Linked DNA regions of Gossypium hirsutum: region 2 is linked to region 1. Evidence: chromatin contacts called from public Hi-C data. All regions are on one chromosome and are shown on one strand. Each heading gives the region's core, a stretch centred on a gene start, on an enhancer-like site or on the middle of the called end of the contact. The rest is flanking DNA. Distances are from core to core; before and after follow the strand shown.

Region 1 (2,786 bases), core at 84-2,583:
CATGCAAATAGGTGATGATGAAGAAGGTAAATTCCCATTTCATGTCCTCAAACAAGTTTATCTTCTTCTATCTTACTCAGGCTCAGGATTCGGGTAGCTTGATAAATCCAAAATTCACGAAACGAATAATAATGAAGAAGGTAAAAGCCTTATTCAAGTCCTCAAACAAGTTTATATTTTTCTATATTAGTCGGACTTGGGATTCGGGTTCATGTCAAACACAAATATGCTCAATAATTTTTTTCTAAAAAACTTAGGATACATTTGAAAGATCATATAGATATCCATGTCAAGTGAAAAAGAGCTCAATACATACCGAGTAATAACTTTGAGCTAGAAAAGGCAAATTTCTATGAAATTTCAGTCCAGTTCAACATTGTAGATATCAAAATTCAACCAAAAAAAAAAAGAAAAGAAAACCTCTTTAGAATACATAGCAATTAGTATCCACTAAAATAACCTAACCCTAGATACAAGCACATTGTGCTTCAATTAAAATATAACAAGAAGCGAAAACAAAGTGTAGATCAAGAAACAAGCGTACGATATAAGGCCGCGATGTTCTTCACCTCCATCAGCAAGTGCCACCATTAAATTGGTGCAAGCCCTAGTGGCCCAAACAACGAAAACCCCAGCCACAGCGTACCTAGCAACGCTCGTCCCCTGGGGAATAAAAAGCGATGCTGCCGAGAAGATCACCACCGGCAACATACAATAACCAACCACGCTCGTACACGTATGAAGATCTAGGTTGCCGTTGCGACCCGCTAACATATTGAAAACGACATAGAGGAAAATCGAGGAGACGACGATCCAGCCAAGGATGACGCCGAATTGGATCTTGCCAGCGAGGAGTTGGAATAAGCAGAGGGATAAGTAGAGAAAGATAGGGCCTGATAAGTCGGAGTCTTTATGGGCCGTCGAGTTCACCCGGAGAGGGTTGAGGATGGATCTGGTTTTGTACCAGATTTGATCCGGGTGGATACCGAGTTCATCGAGAAGGGGCTCTTCGTCTTCGAATGAAGCGGATCCGGTTGCTGCGGAGGAGGAGATTGAACCGCCTAAGGATACCGACGACGATGTGGCCGAACCCATATCGAAAGACATGAAGGGTAAAGCGGAAGAGGAGGAAGGAGGGCGTGAGGGTTGGAATGGAGCAGTGGGTACGCGGCGTTGGTTGATGTTTCCAACGGAAGGGTTGACTCCGCTGCCGGAGGGGAAGACCACCGGCGGCACCGTGAATTCTTTCGCCATTTCTTGTTAAAGCTACAGAGACTTGTTTTGTGAGTATCTAGAAATTACTATATTTTTTCCGTGGAATCTTTTCGTGTTTCCAAGTTTTAAGCTTCTTAATGGATTTTATTGGGCGCTGATTAGACCCGGCCCGGCCTGCCGGGTTTTCGGGAATTTAATAAACATTTTTATTAAATTTTAATTATAAAAACATATTAAATATGAAAAAATATTTGCTACACCACGAGTAAAGTTTTTAGACTCGATAAGTAGTGCTAGAGGGTGAGCGTACATTGTCAATGTACCAAATGAGATATTACTATTCTATTTTTTTATATTATTCATATTCGTTTTACAGTTTATATTCAAGATTCGTGACTGCCCCTCCCAATAATTTCATCTCTAGGGGTGAATATTTGATTGAATTAAATGAAAAATTTTCGAGTTAATTGAGTTGATAAGTGAAAAGAAGTTCCTAAACCCTTAATTTATTCATGAAAAGCTTATACTTGTTATCAAGAGCAACAAGGTCGTTGTAGTATAGTGGTAAGTATTCCCGCCTGTCACGCGGGTGACCCGGGTTCTATCCATGGCAACGGCGAATATTTTTTCAATTTGAAAGCTCGATTTCTGAGAAAGAGCGATGAAGAAGCTGTACTTTCAAATTATGTCTGATTAATACTTCTTGGGTATCGTCTCCATTTTCAAATCTATTCATGAAGATAGTTGAGTTGTTAGTCCAGAATATAGTGTTCTATGATAATTTAATGAAACTCACTAGTAACTCGTAGTGATTCTGAACCATTAAGTTTGTTTTTTCCCCCTGTAAACTATCAACATTAATGGATCCATTATCCAATTAAAGAGAGAACAATGATAATACTATATGACAAAGATGATGGAAATAGGAAGAACTTGGGTCCATGTCTGGGGTCTTGATGTCTATATATCCTGCAGAATCAGGGTTCGCCATTGTTATAATAGGAAGAACTTGGGTTAGAATTGAAGCTGAGGTTGAGGTGGTCAGTAATGGTAATGGCTGAATTTTTTGGCTTAGAGTAGGTGGGGTTGGAGAATTTTTGGTTAAGCTCAGATAATAGGGCTTGATTCTCCTCGTTGAGAAGCTTTGCTTTCTTCCTCAACCTCTCATTCTCTTTCAGTATGTAACAGTTCTTTATGTATAGCTCTAAGTTTAGCTTTTCCATGACTATCAAAACTTCCTTCAACTTGCCTGTAATGGTCCCCCGAAACCCAGTTAAAAAACCAATGGGGTATTAGGATAAAAGAAACCACTGTAATTGACACAAATTATATGCATGGCATTAAAGATCACTAATTGAACAGAAACTTACACTATAAAACTGGTTATCTTATTAGTGGAGAAACAAGCAGGTGGATGATGGCAAGTGATACTTGTTTTGTGAGTAATATTTTGTAGGAGCAACCCTGTATGGTCTATATATAGGGGATTATAATTAGGGCAATAGCTGTCCAAGACTCTTTCGGCTGGCCTATACATGAAAGAAAGGGATAAAGGTTATTACAAGGTCGAC
Region 2 (2,700 bases), core at 79-2,578, 130 kb after region 1:
CATCGATAAGATCCTTGACTTCCTCACTTTCTCTCGATTAAGTCCGTCTATCTCATCATCATCGTCACTTTTGTAAGCTTTAATATCTACTTCAACTTCTCCACATTAATCTAAATTTGTAGAATTTTTTAGGTTTAGGATCAAATTGATAGAATTTGTAAATATCAAGAGCTAAATTTGTCATTAAGCCAATAAAAAATTTAGGCTTAAGGGTGTAAAAAGCCTTCAAACTTTTTCAAAAAAAAGTAATTAAGCCCCTACTTTTTTTTTTGCATTCATTTGGGTACTTGAACTTTCAAAATATTTTGAAGCCCTCAAACCTTTTCAAAAAAAGCAATTAAGCCCCTACTTTTTTTTCACTCAATTGGGTACTTGAACTTTCAAAATGCATCAAAAATACCCTCAAACTTTTTTCAAAAAAGTAGTTAAGCCATGCTTTTATTAAAAATTAGAAAAAAATTAAAATCAATAAAAGCTATAAATATTATTAAATTATAATAAAAAATTAAAATATTAAAAATTAGAAAATAATAAAAATAATAAAAAAATATATAAAAAATATAAAATAGATAGAAATATAAAAATATAAAATTTTATAAAGCCGTAAGAAAATTATACAAAATATAAAGAAATATAAATTTTGTAAAAAAAAATTATAAAAACTATCATACCAAAAGAAGCATTTTATAATTTTTCTATAACTTTTATTGATTTTTTTTATCATTTTTACCACATGTCATAGTGTGTTGCGACGCATGATAGATTTTAATTAAAAAAACTAGGGGTTATTAATTTTTTAATGATTTTTATAAAATTTTATTTTTTTACAATTTTTATAAAAAAATCTAATTTTTTATTAAAATTTAATAATTTTTCTAAAATTTAATAATTTTTATAATTTTTTCTAATTTTTGCTTTTTTGAAAATTTTTGAGGGTCATTTTAATGCATTTTGAAAGTTCAAGTATCCAATTGAGTGAAAAAAAAGTAGGGGCTTAATTATTTTTTTGAAGAAATTTGAGGGTCTTTTGATGTATTTTGAAACTTCAAGTGATCAATTGAGTAAAAAAAAAGAGGGGCTTAATTGATTTTTTATTAAAAAGTTTGAGGACTTTTATAACTTTAAACAAAAAGTTTACTTATTAAAATTAAAATTTAATTTTAAAAATTGGAGTGATTAAAACGAAAAAATTAGTAATTGTATGAATAAGTTTTTAAATAAAATAAAAGAAGAAAAATAGAAATAGTAGGTTCAAGCATTAGCGCCGTTCCTTCCTCATCTCTTGTGCTAAGCAAAATCCATGTGGCGGGGTCATCGATATTCAACTTCATTTCACTAAAATAAAAATGAAAATGGACGGTTGAGAATGAATTTTGGATGTCTTGCTTTTGCCAAATCTATCATTTTACACCTATCCCCGTGCATTTCTTCACATCACACGTAGCACCTTACAAATAAATAATATATATATATTTTTAATTTTGTTTTCCTTCACTCTCGTTCACGCTACTCTCGGTGTTTGTAGCTTCCAGTGGCGAGAATTTTTCTCTTCTTCTCTCCTTTTTCTTCTCTTTTTCTGGATCTGTCATTATTTTCTTGCTTTCCAAACAGAAAATAAATAAATAAAGTAAGTAATGGTTTACAGTGTGTCTGATTTACGATTACCTTGTTCGCCTTCAGTTTACAGCTTCAACCAGTCTAGTTTCAATGCCTCTCGTAGAAGTAGCAGTTTCTCTTTATTGTTGAAGAAGGATCTCTTTTCTCGTATTCTCTCTCTCTCTCTCTCTCTCTATACTTCTTATTGTTTTCATTTTTGGATTTATGATTCTGTTTATGTTTCCTATTATATATTTTTATGCAATTTTTTATTCAGAGCGGGATTTATTTATTTTTGTTTTTAACTTATTCGATGTAATATATAATCAATCTAATTTTATTTTTATTGGTTAGTTTGAGTCACGCGGGAAGGAAATGTATGCAAGTTCGATGTTGTATGCTTTATGAGATATAGAATTAAGGAAATTGTTTTAAATATTAGTTTATTAATAGTTAAATCTTCTTTGATTTAGCTAGTGATCCTGGTATGTTGTAAGCGTTAATATTGAATTAAAAGAGGTGAATTGATCAACATACTTCAAAATATTACTGCTAGGTTTTTTACTCTGTTTTTTAAAAAAAAAAAAAGAAGAAGTAATAGTTGCTAACGAGGGAAGCTTAGTTTAAAGTTGAAATTGGAATTTTAAGAAGGATGATTGCAGTGTGATGACCGAAATACTTCGGCAGAAAAAAAAGGCGCTTTTGCCAGTATAATTTTAGTATTGTCAAAAGAATGCCATGGAAGGTGACTGCTTTCATGATCATTTGATTTCCACTATGTAGAAAATTGATTTGATGCTTGCTTGTAGGGAAGATCTTTGTGCAAAAATCTTCTTATGATTCGGACTCGTCGCCCTTAACTGTTGCATCCAAGAAAGTGCTTGTTCCTGATGATCAGGGTGAGGGTGCTTCATCCTTGACAGATGAATTGGAAAGCCCTAGCAATATTTCAGATGATCCACAGGTTTTCCATTTTCTGAGAATAATGCACTGTATTTTTTTATGGAAATGTTTGATTTTAGTTTTACTGTGTGCAGTTGAACTTTCATGAGTTTATGATATAGGATTGAATTGAGAAATGGAAGTTTGAGATGGTGTTGATGT

Evidence for each region. A called contact is a pair of places that touch in the nucleus more often than the background predicts.
Region 2: a contact with region 1 is called in a Hi-C map of leaf, with 2.2 times the contacts expected there. The contact joins the promoter of LOC107928205 here to the promoter of LOC107928217 in region 1. A contact is called at or near these places in 4 of 34 Hi-C or Micro-C datasets (all in leaf).

What each region holds. Positions count from the first base shown.
Region 1 is chrD01:62,578,875-62,581,660 of Gossypium_hirsutum_v2.1, forward strand. It overlaps LOC107928217 (protein YIPF5 homolog), which reads right to left and starts at 1,334. Exons shown (of 1, transcript XM_016859404.2): 1 at 260-1,334. The coding sequence starts at 1,254. The coding sequence ends at 493.
Region 2 is chrD01:62,706,913-62,709,612 of Gossypium_hirsutum_v2.1, forward strand. It overlaps LOC107928205 (1,4-alpha-glucan-branching enzyme 1, chloroplastic/amyloplastic), which reads left to right and starts at 1,329. Exons shown (of 22, transcript XM_041087629.1): 1 at 1,329-1,764; 2 at 2,406-2,560. The coding sequence starts at 1,635.